Regions from separate parts of the Mus musculus genome. Here region 1 is linked to region 2. The links are chromatin contacts, called in public HiChIP or PLAC-seq maps. All regions are on one chromosome and are shown on one strand. Each heading gives the region's core, a stretch centred on a gene start, on an enhancer-like site or on the middle of the called end of the contact. The rest is flanking DNA. Distances are from core to core; before and after follow the strand shown.

Region 1 (4,116 bases), core at 1,563-4,062, 340 kb after region 2:
CATTAAAGCTCATGTCGGATCCTATTCTACAAGAAACTGAGTTCCCAGAAATTCCAAAAATTAAACCGTTTGGAGCAACAGCCTAACAACACTGCTTTATTGCATTAGGAAAATTTAAAGATACCCAAGTTAAACTCAATTTCACACAGGGTACCAAACACACGCAAGTATCAGAAAATGCTAGCAGGGTGTGGTGGCGCAAGCCTTTAGTCCCAGCACTTGGGAGGCAGAGGCAGGAGGATTTCTGAGTTAGAGGCGCCAGCCTGGTCTTCAGAGTGAGTTCCAGGACAGCCAGGGGTACACAGAGAAACCCTGTCTCAAAAAGAAAAAAAAGAAAAAAAAAGGAAATGCTGGCATGAAATTCCATATTTGAATGTAGCTTACAGTGCTTTCACTATTTTAATATTTCCTCTTTTCACTATTTAATAATTTAATACATTAAAATTTCTTATCAAAATAGCTAAAGTTTCATATCTTGTTCATGTATATTCACAATTTCAAATAAAGTCTGGGAAGTTTTAGTAATATGGCCACTCTTCAACACTGAAACAGAAAAAGTACAAAGGTGAATGTTTCAAACTCACTACTAAAAATGGGAAATCAGCAGATAAACCACAAGATTAAGATGTAAATAGCCTGGATTTTTCCAACTTACCTCCTACAGCTCAGATTTTTAGCCAATATCCTATCTCACTAATCTCCTCTAACTAGTTAAACAACTAACTAAACATCTTCATGGGAATTTTTCAAAATTTTAAAATATGCCCCGGCAGGCATAAGTTATCAAAAGTTACATTATACTTAATGTAAAAGGGCAAGTTAGAATAACAGTTCCAGGTAAATTGCCTCCATTTTCACTCTACCACCCCATGTTTGTCCCTTTCCACTACTTTTCTTAATCAGGGTAGAAATTTACTTCTACCCAGACTCTTCCTCTAAACTGTGTTGGTATACGGTCCTACACTAAACGCATAAAACAAAAAAGCCGGTTTAAGTAATCTAACAGTATGGTCCAGAATGGCTAAATATTAAAGCCAAAACAGTGTGGGTGTGGCTCGACTTTTTGGGAGGGGGGGCTAGGCGGGGCTGCTGCCTGGTCTCTGCCCTCCCCCTCTGCTTTCGCTTTGTGCTCACAATGCAGCTCCTGTACAGCGCTTCCCTCTCCCGCAGCCGCCGCCATGTTAGACACTCCATGTGCCCAGAGACCCAGAGGCAGTCTCCAGTCTAAACTAGATCCACCTCCGAAAGATCAAGGAAATCTCCCTGACCCTTTAGAATGCTGAAGCGGTAAAAAATAATAAATTAAAAAGAAAAGGTCATGGCAAAAAACAACAACAAAAAACACTCATTTAAAAACTACCTCGTGACTAGGCTGGGCGTGAGGTTCCAAGCACCCAGACAATCGAAACAAAGGGGGAAACGTAGGGAGCCCATCGGAAGGGGGCGGGGGTACCCAAGCAAAGGCCCGCTTAACTAGGACTTGACGGGACTGCAACCCTAGTTCAGGTCTAGACACATATCTTTTCTTGGGAAGAGAGCCATTCCACCAGCCCCCAGCCTAGGTACCAAAGGCAAACGCCACAGTTACAAGGCATGGACCGCTCAACTCCACGAGCAATCGGGCCGGGCACACTGTTTCTTCCCCTTGGCCTCCTTCAAAAGTCAGGCCTCAGTTTGGGAGCATACCCAGCAACGGGCCCACCACCCAAGCAACCGGTCACCAGGCGGAAAGGCCCCGCTCAGCCTGATGTGAGTAACCGAGGCCTAGAGGCAGCGCCGCGTTGGGGTCAGGTGACAGGCACCTCCCCGAGGCGCCCGTTTTCTGGGCAAGGAGCACCATCCACCGCCGGGACCGGTGTAGGGCTGGAGCCACGAGCCCTCCCTCTCCACTAACTCCTCGCACCTTTTTCTTCTCCAGGTTCCGAAGTTTCTTGTCGATTACGCCGAGAATCTGCTTCATGGCCTCGGTCTGGACGGCGCCGGTGCCGGTTGCCGGATGCTGAGAAGCCGGCGCAGCTGCCCCGGCCGCCGCCTCACTCCCGGAGGAACCGGACGGCGGCGGCGGTCCCGACGATTTGCTGCCGCTTCCGCTGTGGCTGGTGGCCGAGGGCATCTTTAGACCGAGAAGAGAGGAGAGGAAAAAAGCGGGAGGGAAGGACAAGACCAGCAAGTCAGGAGACGGACGGGGAGAGACGCGGGACAAAACGCGCAGCGGGCGGGCGGGCAGGCGGCTACGCGCGCGCGCGGTGGGGGGAGGGGGCGGCGCGCGCCGCCGGCAGGAAGGGGCCCACGGGCACGCGCGCGACCCGCCAGCGGGGCGCCGGGCCGCCCGCCCCTCCCCCCTCCCCGGGGCACCAAGCTCGCGCCGGGGGCGGGGCCTGGCACGGCCGCCGTCAACCGCCAGGGCAACGGTCCCCATCGGGGCAAGTGGCACCCGTTGCCTTGCGAGAACGAGAGGGACAAAGGTCAGGGCCAGGGGTGGAGAAGGGCACTTGGAGTGACCGGGTTGGGGGTGGGGGTGGGGAGGCCCTGAGCGAGCCCTCCCAGCCGCTCGGACCGCTCCGAAGGTAAAAAGGACACCCAGGTACAGCGGCCTTCTTCCCCTTCGGCGCCTTTGATCCGGGATGGCGCTCACCGTGCGCGCGCGGAGCCGCTGGACGTCTGGAGTGGGCAGCCGAGGGGGGCAAGGGTGGTGCTGCGTTGAGAACAGAGACGTGCGCTCCGTGGGCGCAGGCCGCTTCGCCCTGTCCCCGCGGCTCTGAGCTGCTCCTAGTGGGACAAGAGCCGGCGCGGGAGGGACTTAGCCAGCCAGCGCTCTGCAACGAGGGGGGGCGGGAGCAATAGGGAGCGAGGGCCTTCAAGCCGGTGAGGCTGCCCGACTGGAATGCCTGTCGAAAAAAGGTCACCGGACCGCGCCTCCCGTCGGGCCGTGTCCTCGGCGCCAGGTTCCTGTCCCTTTGCATATCTGGAAAGTACCCTCACGGAGACCGTTATCCCAGATCCTTGAGTTTTGAGTGAAACCTAAGCTGGGGTCCTTCAGGCGAAATCTCTTGACATCCTAACGGGGACAATGGGTGTCAAGCCTCAGGCTCTGGAGCTGAGGACTGCCCCTTGTAGAGCCCTTATTTGGTGGGAGTGGGGGTTGGAGGGGCAAAGGTTTCTGCAAGTAAGGGGTGCGTGGGGTGGGTGGTGCAATCCCAGCTTCTAGAATTCCTTCTGTATGGAGAGCATGCAAACTCACCCTAAAAGGTCTGAGAAAAGGCAACTTGCCACATAATAATTATACAATAACCTAGGCATGGAGAATGAACATCCTTCATGGCTTTTTGATCTCCTTAATTACCCCAGTCATGTTAAAAACCCGTCTTCTCCTACCCTGAGATAGATAAGTACGCCCTATCAGGAATTACTTATCTTTACCCGATTTGTTTAAGATTTTACCCAAAACTTTAAAGACTATGCAAGATGCCGGGAGGGGGTGCGAGGGGGGCACTTTTTTGTCCAGGAGAATTATTTGGGGGGCGGGGGGGTGGTCAAAGAGGGTGGATAACGAGTAAAAGGAAAAAATGAGTGATCTAGAGAAAGGTACTAAAAGGAATATGATCCGTGGAAAATTCAGCAACATGATGTATGAGAGCAGTAAATGACCAATTTATAATTTAAAATCCATGAAAAGGAAATTTAGAAGAGGGTTCTATCAAAGAATTAAAATGACTAACACTGGCTGGCACCAGTATATCCTGAGGGAGCCTGGAGAAACAGCAGCACCCCGTGGCCTTGAGATACTCACTCCACTTAACTGTAAAGTCTGTAATCTGTGCTTTTAAGTATTTATCGAGCACCTTATGGCATGCTAGGAAATCTGCAGTGCTAGAGATGGTGAACAAAACAGCTTTTTTTTTTTCACAGTGTTTGTATTGGGAGGTATGCACAAAAATAACAAACCAAAGGAAGAAAAAAAGGTGATGGGGAATGAAAACCTTCCTGGGTACTTCTGAGCCAGGACTGGAGGAAGCAAAGAGAGCTTAGAGGAGGACCTTTCTAGTAAAAGAAACACCATTGAGCAAGATCTGAGAGGAGCTTGGTTAGTGCTCCTGCCTTTAATCCAAGCACTGG
Region 2 (4,796 bases), core at 1,907-4,406:
CACAGGGCCGTCTCTCCAGCCCCTCTTCGAAGCTTTTAATCTGTCTTTCTGATGTTCTTCATGAGAGGAGAGATCTGATATGAGCAAGTCCTCTGAGCCACAAGGCCAAGGGAATCATTTTTAAGGGAAAAACCATGAAGTTTTCTGGGTACTGGTCACAGGACTTTTATTATTGTTCCACTTCACTTTGAACCCATAATACCAGGATCATGGCTGGTTAAAAATTCGAGTCCTACATAATGATAAGAAAACTTCTCACTAAAATAAGAAAACATAGCATAACACAAAGCTCACATAGCAAACCTTAACGTACAAATGGCAGTCTCGTTTCTAAAGGAGTTGTGTGGGTTTGCTTTGTATCGATCTTGACCTCATACAAGCAAACCCTTGACTGCCAAGGCTATCCTGCAGTACATCGAATTCACCCATATCTCTAAAAATAACCTACTATAAAAGGCTTACCTAAATGTGCTATATATCCCACAATAAAATAGAACTAGCCCCCCCCTTTCAAACAAAAACATCTTCACAGTGAATCCAGCTATGTATTTATAAATATTTCACTTGGAATCTACATTTTTAAACTGAGAAAATAAAAATAGGTTCTAACTGAATTTAAATATCAATTTACAGAAAGCTCCCACAAGGGACTCCAGAGCAACTACCTTCTCATTCTTTGGCTGGGTGTGGTGGAAGTTACACTGAGCGAATCCCAGCCCACACCCGGGCTCCCAGAGCATCCACGGGAAAAGCCCTTGGGGCAGCCATTCATAACTGGAAACAGGGTAAGCACCTGAGCCAGGGCAGCTAGCAGTAGGGTGATCCGAGACCAATGATACAGTCTGGGGTAAGAAGACTATCGGATTCTCTCAACTATGACGGGACTAGAGTGAAGGGTGCTCAAAAAGAGAAAAGCTAAGGAAAAAAAACAGCAGAAAAGAGAGTAGGCCAGGTGTGGGCGTGGCCAAACAGCAGAAGTTGAGAGGCAGAGGAGAAAAAAAGGGGGGTGAGGAGGCAGTGCAGTGGGAACAAGCAGCCAGCAGTGGAAAGCGGAAGTGAACCCCCCCCCCACTCCCTGAGAACAGCAGAGCCGGGTGCCCAGGAGCCCTGAGAGGAACCCACACACTCTCGATGCCAGTTTTGTTGTGAGTTTTCCAGGATTAGGATTCAAACCCAAGGCCCTGTCTGTGTAAGGCTAGCAAAGTACCATTTTCCTGGTCGTCAGTGGCCGTCTCGGATCGCCAGGTCTAGTCCCTGGAAACTGAGTTCCTCTGCCAATAGACTTGCTCATTTCTTAAATTCCCAGGAGATCACTGTCCCCAGCATCGCCCAATCATTTCAATAAAGGCTGGGGGTGGGGGCTGAGAACGAGTCCTGATATGTGAAATGGACAGAGTAGCCAGACAGCTCTTTGGCTCTAGCCAATAGAGACTGATTTGTTAGAGCTAAGTCTTCTTTGGATTCAATTCAAGGTGCATTAGACACTGTGATGGTTTGTGTATGCTCGGCCCAGGGAGTGGCACTATTAGAAGGTGTGGCCTTCTTGGAGTGGGTGTGTCACTGTGGGTGTGGGCTTTAAGACTCATCCTAGCTGCTGGGAAGCCAGTATTCTGCTAGCAGCCTTCAGATGAAGATATAGAATTCTCAGCTCAGCCTGCACCATGCCTGCCTGGACGCTGTCAGCTCCTGCCTTGGTGATAATGGACTGAACCTCTGAACCTGTAAGCCAGCCCCAATTAAATGTTGTCATATGTAAGACTTGCCTTGGTCATGGTGTCTGTTCACAGCAGTAAAACCCTAAGTAAGACAGACACCTTAAGAAGTGGCCAGTAAGTCCGATGTGATGGCATGCGCCTTTAGTCCCAGAACTTGAGAGAGAGAAGCAAGGAGGGCACATAGGAGTCAAGGCCAGCCTGGTCTATATAGGCCAGCAGAGCTATATAATGAGACTAATGGCACTCGTTAATGAGGTCTGACAAGAAAAACAGCCAAGCTCCCAGGAGGAGCCCAGAAAGCCATTACCTGAGTGACATTGTCTTCATTAGCACTGTTGAAGCGTTTCACATCTACAGCGCACTGGACGCTGTGCTCCAGGGCTGAGCGCTGCTGCTCTGGTGCGCTGAAGCTGTTGGGGTAATAGTTGGGGGCACCACCTTTGAAAAGAAGCAGAGACATCCTTAGAGATGTCATCTTAGTCATCCTTAGTGAGTCATCAATCTGGGAAGGAGAGGCCCACAGCAGTAATCAAACACACATACATCAGGCACCGATGTAAACACATCACATGCTGGGAAATGATTCTCTCTCCTCAGGTCTAACTACAGGCTCGGGGACACTGCCCTGCCCACAGGCACGTGTGGGCTGCCTGAGTAAAGAGATCTCAAATGCCAGTCAACACTTCAGAGGTCCTTGTCTATAACACCGCCTGGTGCTTACCTGCACCAGGAAGTTTCTTCAAAGATGTGACGTAGTTGTCTCTGAGATCAGGCCCAGAGACACCGGGGGATCTGATCGTCTCATTTGGATGTAGGCTCCATCTAATCGTTGACTCAACTGTACAGAGCAACCTAGTTCTATCCCCTCATTCCCTGGCCAAATCTGAAGCTCTGAGATGTTCATAGCTGGTGCATTGTTGGTGGGGCAGGGCTAGAAGCCTGCACTTCTGTCTGTTTCAATGAGGAAACTCGACAAAACTCTTCCTCGCATGCCTTTAAGGCTTTGGAACATCTCTCCTTAGCTTATTCTAATGTTCCCCTCAATTCTATTTTTACTTTCCCCACTTGGAAAAGTTAAAAAATAAATCTGTATTTGTAATATGCTAGCTTTCATTTATCTTAATTTTTTTGGACAAAATACTGGCAGATATAATTATACATCCTTCATGATTCTGAGATTAAAAAAATAAAGCTTTTCTTTTTCTCAGCTTGGCATTTTTTTATTAACTTTTATTTACTGTGCATGTGCAGGTTTACTTATACCACAAAACCCGTACGGACGTCAAAGAGCTGCTTGTGAGAGTCAACTCTCTCCCTCCATCCACCATGTGGGTCCCTGAGAGTGAACTCAGATCTTTGAGCTTGCAGCAGGTTCCCTGAGCCCTCTGAGCTACCTCACTGGCCCCTTGTTGTGGTATATTTACTTTCCACATGGCACGCTGCCGCTTTGGCTGGTATCAGCAGAAACTTGACTATGGGAGCTCACACTGCCCGTACAGAACGCTGCCTAGGCTAAGGAGTGGCTCACAGGAAGCAGCCTGTGACTGGAATGCTTCGTGGCTCTCCGACAGGACAGATTTTCCACTATGGATAATTAGGAGATGCCACCTAACACAGTGACCAAGGCACCAAGGGTGCATGCAGGGCAGAAAAAAAAAAGGCCATATACCATTATGGCGATCGGTTACTCATTTCAGAACGTAGCCTTGGGGTAGCTGTGTCGCTACGGCAAGGAAAGACTTCAACAGCTAACCACCACAATATTTCTTCACTAGGAATTCACCCTTTGAGAGGTTTTTAATTCTATTTTCAAATACATCCTGACCTTTACCCAAGAGTGGGAGTTGTCTTGGAGGCTCTGGCAACTGGAAACAATTAAGCTCTTTCATGAGAATTTCCAGAGCACAGCACAAACGTGCTCTAAAATCAAGCAGAGGACTTCAGCGTCAACCCCAGAGCAACTTTCTCACAAGTGTGCCAGCGGGATGTAAACACGAACTAATTAACTATAAACTAAGCTCAAGAGAAACAGGGACATCTGTCGGTGCCAGGCACAGCTGCAATAACAAAAAGGCCACAAAAGAAGGAAAAAAACATCAAAGTCTCGAAGACCGGAAAGGCAAGATTTAGACACAGGAAGTGTCAACTACGACGACTCAGGCCCATGCCTCCAGAGTCTTAAGGGAGCAGAAATACTAGACCTACTCAGTGGAGTTTGGCAGAAAGCATGCGCAGTCAGTAAACGCCAGGGAGGCCTGGGAGTTAAGGACAGGACAGCAGAGCACAAAAAGCATGTGCAAAGCAACTAAATGTGTAAAAATGGCGCCTGAAGGAGCACTGCAAGAAATACTGAAAGATGCGATTGGCCTGGCCTCTGGGTGTTAGAACTATTACATGGGTGTTTGTCCTCTATATCCCAAGTTGCCTTTAGAGTACACATATTCTTTGTTATTGGAGGTGTACCCTCTAGTATACGATATGTTTGATTTTTGTACAGATAGCTACTGTTTCAAATAGACTTCACTGGTCAAACTTCTTCAGAGACCGACTTCTGCAGCTATTAACTTAAGCACAGGCTCCCAGCATGAAATTAAAAAACCAAGATATTCATTAAACTCGAATATTAAAAGAAGACACATCAACCAAGCACTCTGCTTGGCTATCCAGAACTAAGACCTGAGGCTTTCGGTGCATTGGCATCAAGAAGGTAATTAAGATGGGAAAGCCACGCACTTGACAAATGAACCCTCAAAGCACTCAAATGCAGGAGAATGTCATCTCGGTAGCTTACTTAGGTAAAGTCAACTTGGGCAACAGACATGGAAGAAGAGCACAGCCCTTGAAATTCATTCTCTCTCTCTCTCTCTCTCTCTCTCTCTCTCTCTCTCTCTCTCCCCTCCCCGCCCCCTTCCAAATTCCAGTCAGAGTTGGTGCCCCAGTTTCACCAGAACTACAGGCAGAGGCGTGGACTTTGTGCCTCTGCGTTTCCAAGGTCTCAGAAGGGTAAGAGTGACCTGAGGAACTGTGCATTCTGTAGCTTAGGTTGGACACACTCCACAGCAGCCATTGTGGTAGTAGAGC

The links. HiChIP or PLAC-seq counts read pairs in DNA pulled down with a chosen protein or histone mark.
Region 1: a contact with region 2 is called in an H3K27ac HiChIP or PLAC-seq map of oligodendrocyte precursor cells, with 4 times the contacts expected there. The contact joins the promoter of Caprin1 here to the enhancer-like site in region 2. A contact is called at or near these places in 1 of 484 Hi-C or Micro-C datasets (CD4 T cells), 19 of 115 datasets of contacts at active chromatin or transcription factors (the 230-238 cell line, the SCID.adh cell line, T-cell acute lymphoblastic leukemia and 13 more) and 3 of 9 other capture datasets (adipose tissue, liver and pancreatic islet).

The regions. Positions count from the first base shown.
Region 1 is chr2:103,794,828-103,798,943 of GRCm38.p6, forward strand. It overlaps Caprin1 (cell cycle associated protein 1), which reads right to left and starts at 2,813. Exons shown (of 19, transcript NM_016739.3): 1 at 2,636-2,813; 2 at 1,904-2,113. The coding sequence starts at 2,113.
Region 2 is chr2:103,458,220-103,463,015 of GRCm38.p6, forward strand. It overlaps Cat (catalase), which reads right to left. Exons shown (of 13, transcript NM_009804.2): 10 at 2,023-2,153. Among named protein-coding and RNA genes, the nearest start is that of Cat, 25 kb to the right of the region's middle. Within about 2 kb of position 3,157, at least 55 of the 459 cell types and tissues checked have an H3K27ac peak or open chromatin away from gene starts, as enhancers often do. A contact at or near this core is called in T-cell acute lymphoblastic leukemia, double positive thymocytes, embryonic limb bud and 3 more, where this site is marked.